Regions from separate parts of the Danio rerio genome. Here region 1 is linked to region 2. A link is a contact called in public HiChIP or PLAC-seq data. All regions are on one chromosome and are shown on one strand. The core of a region is the stretch at or near the end of the contact, and the rest is flanking DNA. Distances in the headings are between cores, read along the strand shown. Region 1 holds the start of u2af1 (U2 small nuclear RNA auxiliary factor 1). Region 2 holds the start of ube2al (ubiquitin conjugating enzyme E2 A, like).

The links. HiChIP or PLAC-seq counts read pairs in DNA pulled down with a chosen protein or histone mark.
Region 1: a contact with region 2 is called in an H3K4me3 HiChIP or PLAC-seq map of embryo, with 2.4 times the contacts expected there. The contact joins the promoter of u2af1 here to the promoter of ube2al in region 2. A contact is called at or near these places in 1 of 18 Hi-C or Micro-C datasets (caudal fin) and 1 of 4 datasets of contacts at active chromatin or transcription factors (embryo).

The regions. Positions count from the first base shown.
Region 1 is chr9:9,325,591-9,332,276 of GRCz12tu, forward strand. u2af1 (U2 small nuclear RNA auxiliary factor 1) reads right to left here and starts at 5,198. Exons shown (of 8, transcript NM_177479.2): 1 at 5,154-5,198; 2 at 4,131-4,218; 3 at 3,978-4,041; 4 at 2,216-2,265; 5 at 1,043-1,141. The coding sequence starts at 5,197.
Region 2 is chr9:9,053,042-9,059,751 of GRCz12tu, forward strand. It overlaps ube2al (ubiquitin conjugating enzyme E2 A, like), which reads left to right and starts at 2,178. Exons shown (of 6, transcript NM_199719.1): 1 at 2,178-2,315; 2 at 2,742-2,822; 3 at 3,736-3,761; 4 at 3,868-3,957; 5 at 4,317-4,405; 6 at 4,864-5,976. The coding sequence starts at 2,272. The coding sequence ends at 4,992. ankrd10b (ankyrin repeat domain 10b) reads left to right here. Exons shown (of 6, transcript NM_001077377.1): 6 at 555-1,141. The coding sequence ends at 847. ing1 (inhibitor of growth family, member 1) reads right to left here. Exons shown (of 4, transcript NM_001040356.1): 4 at 6,052-6,710.

The DNA of each region.
Region 1 (6,686 bases), core at 3,948-6,447, 280 kb after region 2:
TGTGTTTTTATTTCTGTAATAAATATGGCTGTCAAGCCAGGATCTTGATAATTTATTGTGGGCATGTTGTTTACATGAAGAAATCTGTTACAAGTTAAACTAAAATTCGAATAAACAATTATATTTACAAATAGTTTTTTTGACTTGCGTTTACATTGATTTTACCTTTGAATAGCCAAAATGATAAGTTTCAGTTTGTTTAAATGTGGTTGATTGCGATTAATTGCAAAAAAGTGTCATTAATTCATTTTTTTTATCGATTGACAGCACAAATAAAAACATTAGATGAGAACAACATGCTTCAATAAGCCATGATCTACACAAACAAATAAAAATAAATAAAATTCACATTATTAAAAGATAAATATGATTTATAATTCAATCTTTGATAAATAACTTAAAATTTTTACCTATTTAAAAAAATCCAAGTCTTTTTTTTTTTTTTTTTTTTTTATAAAAACCTTGTCTAGTGGTACTGAAACTTTCACATTGTAATAAATGATAGAGTTTTGGGGAGAGCAGCTTAACAGTAATTACATATTAACAAGTGGAGGGTGAGTAAATAAGAAATAGCATTTTTGGGTGAACTATCACTTTAAAACTAAGAAAGAACTTCACAGTTCCACAGACAGGCATGGGCCGGTATAAGAATCTGATGGTATCATAACCTTGGATAAAAATACCACGCTATTGTGATTACTGCTCTAAAAATATATTCTTTTTAAATACTCTGTCTGAAGAAGACACTAATTTGGTTACGCCATAATGCATTCCTGTAACTTAAATAATTCATAGTACCTATAACTAAAATCATTCACAGTACCTGCATTGCAAACAATAAAATAATGGGGATTGTTTTTCCACCAACAGATGTAGAAACTATAAACACTTCCTCCTGATGCAAAAAACTTCTAAATAGTTTCTTTTTAGTGCAATAAGGTCAAGAAAGTGTTTAACAGTGATCTAAAAAAAGATCTCAAGTACAACTGACTATAACAACATCTAAACAAAAATATGTTCAAAGTACTGTAGATTCTCTCACCTTCACATAGACATTTCCCACCAAGTGATCTCCTAAATTATCGCAGACGTTCATCTCCTCAACCTCTCCATATTTCTCCTCCATTTCAGTGAAGACCTCCTGTGAACAGTGAATTAAAAATCATGTTAGAGTATAATACCTGCAACTGCTGATTTGCTTCCATTAAAACAGAAATGCCATGTGATCTAATGACTTCTGCAAGATATTTTTTGCTTACTAAAGCTAATCAGTTCTAACATATACGTATAGTAAAAACATTAATAGTGTAAAATACTATTAGGGTATAAATGTACTATTTTCTATTTTAATGTAATGGTGACTGCACAGCTGAAATGTCAGGCAATAGTATTATTCCTGCGTTGGCATGGGCCGGTATATGGTTCTGACAGTATAACCTTGGATGAAAATACCACGGTTTTAATGTATCACAGCATTGTGATTACTGCTCAAAAATAAGTTACTTTAAAGTGTCTGGGTAAAAACAAAAATGCTTTCGATTTGCTAATATTGAACAATGAATTTTATTTTAGGAAATATTTATAACATTTTGGAGCAGTAAACATTTTAGACTAAATAGTTAAAATAAATTATTGACTTCGTTTTGAGATAAAAAAAAAAAAAAACACAGATTTCTTTACAACACATAAGAAAAAAACCTTACATATACCTTAGGAATGGTATAACAAAGAATTTTAACAGTTTAAAAACCTTTACTTTTCCAAACTGCAGTAAACCTTGAAACCGGTTATCGCCCCATGCCTATGTCTGGTTCACACCAAAACAGGTATAAAGTATTACCGGGAGTAGATTAAAGTTAATGCAAACATGCAAATGGAAATTCTGAAATCCCTTAAAATGTATATTATTTCTCTGATTGTAAGAATGTTAAATGTATTAATGGAATAGTTTACAACAAACTAATAAACCTATTTGAGTAAGAATTCCCTGTTTAACTTAAGTTTCTTCTTGTGAATACTAAAGAGAATATTTTGAAAAAGATTGAAAACTGGGAACCATTTAACCACAACTATTGACATCAATGGGTACTGGTTTCCAGCTTTCTTCAAAATATATTATTTAGAACCACTTGAGGGCGAGGAACTTTTTTATTAGGGTTGCATTTAGCTGCCTCATTGACCATTTCCCCATGACTTTCATAGATGCACAACTCACCTCAAAGAACTCATCATAATGTTCCTGCATCTCCACATCACTGACAGCATCTGATAAAAGAGAAAACAATGATAAAGTACAAGAATGACTCCAGGTAACTCCTGGGCTCCATCAAAACCTGGATTTAAGATACATTTGTTTTTTTTTATAAAATCATCACATATGAATGAGGACATTTTAGAGAAAAAAATGAGCACGTTTTGTTAAAAAAAAAAAGAATCAAATGAAAATAGTCCTTTACATGTGGTCAATATCCACACAAACTAAAATTAAACTATAAATTAATTGAATTTGTAGAAAAGGCATTATGTTCAGAGTTCATGCACATATTTACTACTTAAAATTCCATGACTTTTCAATGTCTTTTCTAAAACTTTCAGGTAAATCTTCATGATCTTGTTTCGTTTTTAATGCAATGTGTAAATAAGAAAAAAAAATGCACATTCAAATTTACTACAGCATATCAAACATGTGACAATCAATGTATTTTATATTTATCTGTAAAATAGTTTAGAAAGTGTCTAGCTGTCGATGTTGAAACAGAAATGTTGGCTTGTGTTTTCACAAGACTACTAAAATTAGTACAAACCTCTGCAGTTAGAGATCGTTTCTGGACACGACACTCAAAATGCATCTTGAACTATGGTGAAAGCAAGCAAAAGCGAGGCAAAGCTGAAACTGCTTTTACTTTTTGAAGTTAATTGCTTTTACAACTGAAGATTGCAAAGTTTACCCCACACAAAAAAAAGTCCCATGAAGAGATGGACAGCTCAATTTCATTTCATTTAAAATGTACCCAATTTTATTATCTCAAATATATTCAAGCACAAAAATAATTGTTAAGCAATGTTTCATGACTTTTCCAAAACATTTTGGGTTTATTTGTTTTTCAAAAACTTTTCCAGGCATGGAAAAACATTTTTTTTTTATTTCATGAAGTTTCCAGGTTTTCCAGGACCTTATGAAAACTGTGTGTGTGTGTGTGTGTGTATGTATATATGTATATGTATATATATATATATATATATATATAAGGATATCAGGATATGATGACTTGTATTGTTCATTATAGTTTTGTAGCCATCAAGAAAACGACCAGAATTAGCCTACTGTTCTTTGCATTATTCTTTTTGTTGTCTAACTGTGTATACATGATTTGCTGCAACCAAAAAAATAGCTTTAAAGATTAGTCAACCGCTTGCGTGAGTAGATCTCAGCAACTTTTCTGGTCAAATACAGGTTTTGTGAATGTTTAATTTTTATGTATAATATTATAAATGTGCTGTTAAATGGGTAGTTTACCAAAAATGAAAATTTACTATCCCTCAAGTTTATTTATAATTTTATTCTTTTGAACACAAAGAAGATACTTTAAAGATTGTTGGAAACTGATGTCCATAACAGGAGAAGTAAATATTATGAAAGTCAATATAGTTACAGGATTTTAGCTCTCTCCAAAATATCTCCATTTGTGCTCAACAGAAGAGAGAAGCTAAGTTTGGAATAAGTGAAAGTTGAGTAAATTATAAATATACATTATATAAAAAAATATGAAATAAATAAAAACAACATAAATGGACCTTTCTTTTGGAGAAAGTGGTCCAAAGTGCACTGGCTAAAACATGCAAATAAGAAAATCAAAGTCTACTTGTGATCGAATCAAACAAAATGCATCTTGATAACAACTGTAATCAGAACCCTGCATGCTCTTAGCTCCGGATTGCAGGACATCACTTAATCCTAATACAGGAGTAGGACTTACTTAAGCCATCAGCAGACTGGGCTGTGTTTTGTGGGTTCCTGTAGATGTTCAACAGGGCAATGGTCTGCAACACATATCAAATGTCAATCACAACATAAATCTAGCAGAAGCATCATGGATTACAGGATCACTGATGTAAAAACTGACAGATACCTGACTGAAGGTGGGTTTATTATGAAGTCTAGAGCATCGGTCTCCATGGCGACAGGCTCCAATTTTAAAGTAGAAAGAGCAGTTGACCCTGTTGAATTAAAACACACAGTTTTAATTGATCAGTTTTGTTCACACATTTCTGGATTTTTTTTTTTTGGATTTTGATTAACAATCCTCTTAACTCTCTGTTTATTAAACAGAGTTCATTTAACACTGTTCATTAAACTGCTTTTGAACTAAATCAATATAACTTTAGCCATCACTCTCACAGGCTGATATTAATTTTATGTATAGAAATAGGTTTCAACATTTAATCTAAATAATGTACAAGCATCTTTTACACGATACGTGCACTTGGTATTTCGTTATTAGTATTTTTATTAAGTAGTACTAATCTATAACCTAATATTAACGTTAGTAAATAGTAAACTTTTAAAAAGGGGTACTTATTCACTCGATACAAGTGTTTACTATTAAGACACAAAAACTAGTTCGTCACTTCAACCACCCGTAACGTTACTCACTCATTCGATACTAGTATTTAATCCAATAGTGAACTAACTTAATTAGGATTTATGTTCATGTAAATCTTCCAAATGACACTAAGACACAAATTAATCAAACATAGGCTATTAAAACTAAAAACAAACACAAAAATATGGCTTTTAAATAAGATCCATTTAGCACAGCGTTGAGAAGGCGCCACAATGAATGAAAGGAGCTAACAAGACAGGGCTGGACTTGATATAACAACGCAAACTTAAAACAAATCAATAATAAATGCACATAACAATCTATTACACATGAAAGCATTGTGATCTGAAATATATTTGTTATTAGTATTATTGTTGTGCTGTTAGCGGCGCGGTTAGCAAACGGCTCTGCTCATCACCACGCGATGCACAAGAAAAGAAATACTGAAAATTATTATATTTCAAAATTATCCAATTTTTGCAATAATGCTCAGGGGTGCTCAGCATAAAGAATCACAAGCATTATTTTACGACAATAACCACTACTTACTTGTCTTTTTCTGTACCGAAAATAGACGCCAAGTATTCGGCCATTTTGAAAGAAGAAAGGCGGTGGGTTTTTTTTCTTCTGCCGGAGGATCAAGAGCAGGGGCCGCTGAAGATGGAGGGTCAAACTACTGCCATCTAGTGAGCACCCACTGCAGCACTAATACAAAAGAATTAAATCAAACACAGCGTCACCTATTGGACTGGAAGCATTTTAGGGAAAGAGAGATAGACGTTGGGAGATCACGATGAGCATTATCATACTATTAAGTATGGTTTCCCATTTCAGTCATTATAACATAAAGTCTCAGTGTATTTTGCAACACTCCTGGTTGTGATTATTTTTTACGTGGGTACAATTGATACATTAAGTCAAATTGTTAGTTTTAAAGAGCCCATATTATGGGTTTTTGAAAATTCCCCTCCATGTAGTGTGTAACACAGCTCTAAGTGAAGTGAAGTATCCAGCTAAGGCTTAAATCTGTAAGAATACAGTGTTTAAAACTGTTGATTCATCTATAAAAGAGTCGACTCATAGTGCTTCAAACGAGTCGCCTTGATCACGATTCATTAGGTGTTTCGCCATGACGTACGAACGAAACCAAGTTATTCACGTGCACGCGCAAACCCGGGAGATTTCAAACCTGAGGCCCCGCCCTCTGACGCAGAAACCCAGACACACACACACCCACAAACACACACACACACACACAAACATGCCGGTTGATTGAAGTCACACTGCAGATGGATATATTGAGTCTCTACCCAAAGATGAAACCTCAGCATTATAACCAAGCAGTTGGAAACTTCTGGAAGCTACATGCTACAAAGAATACTTCATCTGCGTTTGTTAAAGGAAGGATCAGTAAAGAGTAACTGATGGACGTCAGGATGGGTTTCTTCCATTTCTCAAGTGTAAGTACGTGCGGTTAAAGTTGTTGCCTCGTTGACTCTAGCTTGCAAATGTATTTAGTTGTGATTTGTTACTTGTAACCGCGTGTACTGTATCAGGTTAACTGGATATATTATCTTATCGCGTGCAAAGCCACGTTGAAAACGCGACGCGTGCTGTTTGTTTATGGAGCTCCGTGCTAGAGTTCTGCTCCCGCGATTTATTCGGAAGTTTATTCCCGCGCCGCAGAAATCTGGCGCGGGGACAGCCGCGGGAATAAATTTCGGAAAAATCGCGGGAGCGGTCGGTAACGGGTTTAATTTGGGACGGGAGCGGGCTGTCTAGCAATATCACGGATATTGCTATGTGAATTAGAAAGAGAGAGTCTGCTTGGTATGAGAGAGCGTATGAGAGAGAGCGAGAGAGAGAGAGAGAGAGCGAACGAACGAACGAGCTTTGTGCTGTGTGTATGTGTTTATACAGATGGACTGTTTACTGGGTGATTTTTGGTTGTGTTCTCCGCTCTAGCGGGACCGGGCGCGGCGGGCAGAAAACGGAGCGGGTTCTCAGGCTAAAACCTGGCGGGTGCGGGAGCGTTGTCATCCGGAGGTGTGTGTGTGTTTTTGTGTGTGTGTGGTATGGCGA
Region 2 (6,710 bases), core at 928-3,427:
TTTGTGTACCTGAATACTGTTAGACTCCATAGAAAACCATCAAATAGAGCTATGCAATATCAAATTTTTCCAATATCGTGCAGCCCTACATGCAAGTATTCATTTGATGTTGTTTGCTACAATTGTTTGGCTACAATACGCAGATCTTTTATGTTTGTTGGTTGATCCTTTCATTAACCCTTAACCTTTTTATTTTTTTTCCTTCAACATGCATGAGATTTAAATATTAAATTCATCTTAATTTAAAAGGTGAAGTGTTTGCAGTTGAAGTGAATGTAGGGCAGTGTGCCAGTGTTTTATTTGTTTGGGTAAACCATATCAAGGCTTGAAACCAGGACTTTAATCTCCAGTTCAAATGTTCAGATGCAATTGCATTATATAAACCGTACAGGTGATTTTGAAAAACATAACCTGATTAATTTACTCAACCCTGGTAATATTTCAAGTAATAAAAACTTTGGAAATTGTTGTGCAAAACGGTAACATTCAATTGAGAATGGGGCAATTCTTTACTTTTGCTAATGAGGTTATTATTCATTTGTTCTCTCTAACAGCAGGACTCTGCCATCCCATGCAGCACCTCAATGGGGGTGACCTGATGCGCGAGAACATAAATGGGAATTCATCCGAGGTTAAGAGTGGTGATCATATTGGGAATGAGGGGGTCTCCTCACATCTTGGTCTTTTTGACAGTGGCCTTCACTACGGGCACCATAACGGCTTTGGAGACACAGCTGAGAACATGGAGGACGCCAGCAGTCAGATAGAGCACCGCAAGTCAGTCAGTGTAGAGGAGCAGTACGACCACATCACCTTCGACACCATGCACATCTATCATGGGTGTTAGGATCGTCCTGTCCACACTTAACATGCCTTTATATGTCCATTAAGAATGTGCTGGATTGCTTTAAGTCCATGTGTTTTTGAAAGGGACAATGTATTTGTGTTGTTAAATAAAAAGTGCATTTTATGTATGCTTTTTTTTTTGTATTTTTAGTTTGGGTCAGTCAGAAAATCATGGAACTTATGCATTATTTGATCCAATGTATTAAATGTGCCTACGAACTAATTATAATTGTTTAATGACATCTCTTTCTTATGTAGTATTAAGAGCTGCTTATGATTAAAATGGTTGATCAGTTGACTGAATCAATTGTATGTTTTGTTTTGCTCTATCTATATTTTGCTTGTAATTATGTAACGAGTAGCCAGGCAAAATACTGAATCATTTCGTTTTGACATAAGGTCAAAAAATGATACAATATTAACTTAGCATGGTAGTTAGTTCCATATAACTCCAATAAAAAGTTACGGATACATTTTGTTGAGTTACTAAACACCAACAAATAATTTAATAAATGATTAAATGTTTTACAAGTAGTTTTATCGTCGGTTTAGTTAATTAAATTGAATAATAACCATATTATAAAGTGTTGTCAAACAATAGCAAGGTTAGGCCTTTAGCTAGGTTAGGGCTAACTTGTAAAAAGAGTAGGCCAGAATGTGTTAAAATGTTTTGTCTTATAATAAATAGCTTATAAAATATTTTGTGCTGTTACATACTGTTAAGTTAAATTAACGAATAGTTATTTATTGTATTTTGAAGTGCTCTAACTTTTATCACGATATAGTATGTATTATTGAATGTCGAAGTTGGTTTTAATTGTTTCCACAGTCTGACTCGAAACGCGTTTAGTATCTAGTGTATTCCCACTTCGTTAGAATAAAAAATGTGGCTTTAAAAACATGAATAACGACTAAGCACGTCGTTTACCTGTTATGAAATATCAGACAGAGTACAAGGTGGACGTTTACTGCGTTTCCTGCCCTTAACCGCTAGGAGGACTCTCTGACCTCATTCCTCCCACAGAAACGTCATCGAGGCTGTTCCTCCAACCAAGACTCTACCAACGGAAAGACAAATAGGGGGACTTGTGACGTTTACGTAGCGCTTGACAAACATTTTACTTAAATTCTCGAATTATTTCCATTAACTCAAAATATTTCAAACAACTATTAGAATATTGATCACTGCAATTTTTCAAAACTAAACACACATTTGATTATAGGATCTTTTGCGTGATGACTCTGTGTTTTTGGTCGCAAATAACTCCCCTGTGTGGGACAGGTGGTATATTCGTGTCTCGTGAAAAGACGTCTTGTACTCAGAAAGGAATATTAATCATCGCTGTTGTGATAAATACAGTTACCTTAGGATTTCTTAATAGGGCTCTAAAAATAAGCGCTGACGCTTTTTAAGTGTAGTTAAAGATGTCCACCCCAGCTAGAAGGCGACTCATGCGAGATTTTAAACGGTGAGTTGCTGTTCAGCGATAACGTGAGATGTGTTTGTTTTGATGGAATAGCTGGCTAGCTAGTTAGCTTCATAACATTTAAGTCGGTAGTCAAATACTTTAACGTCAAACACACGATTAAAACGTGGTAATTTACTTTGTTTATGCTGTTGTGAGTTTGTCGGTGGTATTACACTACCTATTCACGTTGTAATGTTTCATTTTAAAACTCTACATTTGTTTTAGCTTGTTAGCTAGCGAGCTTGTTCGAGCCGGTTAGAGAAGTTATTCAAGCTTGACTTGTCTGAATGTTATTTTTTATTAGCCAGTGTCTGGACATTTTTAGAAAGTAACCACACGTTGCCATGTTATGTCTTGGGTGTTTTCTAATAGATTTATGCGACTGACACTGAAATAATTGTAATGTGTTGTGTGGTGGTCCCAAAGGCTCCAGGAGGATCCCCCAGCCGGCGTCAGTGGAGCTCCATCTGAGAACAACATCATGGTGTGGAATGCAGTTATTTTCGGGTAAGCCGAGAGCAAATATGTGTCTGATCGAGTCCAAGCTCCTGAAATGGAGATCCCCATGATGAAAAACCTCGGAATATATGGGGGTTTTGTTACTGACATTTTCCCAGCATGATGTGTGGATAACACGTTATTTTAAACTACGTGTACTTCCTTAGGATAGCACGATGTTACTATGTGGGTTAATGTTAGGACAATGGCTAGGTTTATTAGTATCTAGTAATTGCACAGTTTATGTTTTGCAACAAAAAAATACGTTTCATATACATGAAACAGGACTGTAAAATAAAATATTAGTGCTAAGCAAACACAGAATGTCTCCATATAGTTGGTGGGAAAAGAAATAGGAATGTTTTGGATAAACATTCAAATAACATTGAAATAATTATTATTTGTTAAAAAAAATAATAATGAAAATCTTCCTGCAATGTTTGCCATCGAAGAATAGATTGCATTTATGAATTGCATTAAAACAAACTTTTTTTAAAGCAATATTTTACACTTTACCGCATTAAAAAGTATATATAAATAAAATTTTATATATTAAATTATATTAATATATTATTATATATTATTAATATATGTATTATTATTATTAGAATTGTTTGAAAGTGAGTGTAAACAAAGAGCAGGCACAGTGTTGGTATCGGTTTCATTTACAATAGCACTTTATTTTTAATATGTTTTACGATATGACTTTTTTTGATGGAAAAGTAAAAAAAGGTGGAGCCACATCCACCTATTACACAATTGACATGGATAAACCAAAGTCCTGATAGCTTTGATTTATCACGGACAGATTTTGTTCAATGTCTTTTCACTCTTCAGTTTCAGTTGAAGTAGATTGTGACCGTAAATCTGTAACTTAATCTGCAATTTATCTAAATGTTTTGTTTCTTGTTTTCACATGCAGTCCAGAAGGAACACCTTTTGAAGATGGTAAGCTTCTGTTTGCTGAACCGAACTTGTGCAAATATGGTTGAATATGTTTAAAGTAAATTAGTAAAATTTATACTGAAATAAAGATGTTTGCTTTGCCCACAAGGTACCTTCAAACTCACAGTCGAGTTCACAGAGGAATATCCCAACAAGCCTCCAACAGTGAGGTTCGTCTCAAAGATGTTTCATCCAAATGGTGAGTGGTGATTCTTGTTAGTCTCAAATTAAAAGTAATGTTAATGTTGAAAGCTTTATTTATGTATTTTTTTTTAAATAAAGCTTTTAAATGGTAGTAAGCATTTTAATATTTTGCTTAGCATATTTAATATTACAATACATTTTTATTATCAAATGCATCAACTCTTAAGATGTTGTAGGCCAGAATAAGGGTTACTGGTGTATTTTTGTTGGTTTGAGAGTGATTTGCAGTATTAGTTTGGGCTGGTTTCTTCGATACATTTCTTTATTTATTTTTTTTTAATGAACATTAACAAGATTCAGACTTTCATTCTGACTGTGAATGTGTAAATCTAACTCTCCTCATGTCTTTCTCAGTGTATGCTGATGGCAGTATCTGCCTAGATATTCTTCAGAATCGATGGAGTCCTACTTATGATGTTTCTTCTATTCTCACATCAATCCAGGTATGTTAAGTCATTTTGTTTAAAAGTCATTTTAATGTAGCATGTGGAAAACATTTTACATTGACAATTGTCTGCTGCATGCCATCAAATAAGCCACAAAACTAAAAATTGTTGTCATTTACTCAACTTTCAGTTGTCACACGCCTATTTAAGTTTCTGTTGAACACAGTATTTGCATTTCCTGCTATGGTTTGCAAATCGAAACTAGTTTGCAACAATCTTTAAAACATCTTCTTTTGTGTTCAACAAAAAAAAAAGTAAACCCATGAAGTTTCCCACACCACTTGCATAAGTAAATGGTGAGAATTTTACCTTTTGGTGAACTATGCCTTTAGGTACTGATTTTTGGTTAGGAAAGTAAATAATGTTTTACTTTTGCTTTACTTATTACAAGTTTGTTTTCCTGTTGTGTTCTTGAGACCTAAAATAGATTTTGTTTGCCCTCTGTTTCTTTACAGTCCCTTCTAGATGAGCCAAATCCCAACAGCCCTGCTAACAGCCAGGCAGCACAACTGTATCAGGAAAACAAACGGGAGTATGAGAAACGGGTGTCAGCGATTGTAGAGCAGAGCTGGAGGGACAGTTGACCACATTCTTAAACCACGTTCTCACTCAAACATCCTTTTCCTTTTTTGTTTGGCTCTGTTGTTGGAGGATAGTTTTTCAAATCTCCATTTTTAAGTTTTTATGCACTTTACTCATGCAAGATTGTGATTTTTTTTTTTTTTTTTTTTTTTTTTTTTTTGGTTTTATTTCTCTCCCACATTATTGCCTGGACTGATTTTCAACCCTCATTAAGATTATTGAGAGGGGAGTTACCCCTGGTGTACAATGCTTGACTAATTTTGCATCTGGCATGAATATGCAGTAATTGTCCTCTTTTGCAAAATGTGAAAGCATCTCTAAAATGAGTCGATCTAATCCAGAAACATGACTCACTAAGAGACTTGAAGTCATAGTAGTGTTGATGAAAACGTCATTGGTGCTTCATTGTCAATTTTAATATCATGATTTTGCTTAACACCGTTGAAAGTGTCCTTTTAAATTTCTGTTTTGCTCCCATTTTACAGGATTAGTATTTGTTGTGTTGGTTTAGTCAGAAGGAAGGTTAAGTGTTCTACCACATAAGTGGTGAGCTTCTCTCGTTCGCACTGATAACAAAGATTGGTAGACAGATATGAGAGTTTATATTAAATACCAATTTATGCTAACAGAAAATGGCAATATGGTGTGGAGTATAAAATATAGCTATATTTACTGGTAAAAAAAAAAAAAAAGATTTGCTGGAATTGCTCAATTTAAAAATATCCTCCAAAAGCTGTGTAACCTTTCAATGGCTTGTATCACAAGTCCAATCAAGTGAAATAATGTCTTCAGGTGTTTTTTCCCCCTCAAGCCCTTGATCTTTGCAGATGTTTGCCCTGTTACATGCATGAATGCCTGAGTGTGTCCTTGCCTCTACTGATCTCTTGTATATACAAGTCACATCTGAATTTTGTGTACAGATTTTGCACTGGTTGGCAATCTCATTTTCCAGCACTTGTAAATACTTAAATAAAAGGTGAAACTACGCTTGTGAGTCACTAATGCTTTATACATCGATATCTTTCCATTTAATAAAGACTAATTTGAATTAACAACAAAGATTTGGGTGAAATGTCACCATTTTATTAGAAAAAAAAAACTTCTTGGAGAACATGCACAATTGATCATGTTACAGAAGTGTCGAAGACAAAATGTTTGGTCCACAGTGGACCTGAGCTAACACTTAATAGTGAAACTTTACAAAAAGTTCTCAATTAAAGGATGCGTTAACAACAAACATTTGTAACTTCTGTTTATAGAATGGCTTGGCAGCTCAGGTCCGCAAGTTTCTCACTGATAAAGGGATTAGTTTGTCCAACAAATTAAACTTCTGCTATTTACTCATCCATCATTTAATCCAAACTGGTTTGATTTTTCTTTCTTCTGTTAAACACAATAAAAAATGTTGGAGAATAAAAACCATTTGACATCAATTTTTTTTATTCCTACTATGAGAGTCAATGGCTGTTATTTTCCAACATTCTTCACAATATCCTCTTGAGTACAATAGAAAAAGGTTCAGAACCATTTGAGCGCATATTCATGAGTAAATATACATTTTTGATGAACTATCCCTTTAATCTTAACTAATGCTAACAAATTAAACATTTTAGCCGATGAACTTTGTAATTCTTAACTAATATTAAAAAAAAAATGAATAAATACTGTTGCAAATACATTAACTAATGGAACCTTCTCATAACGTTATCAATATTGTAAG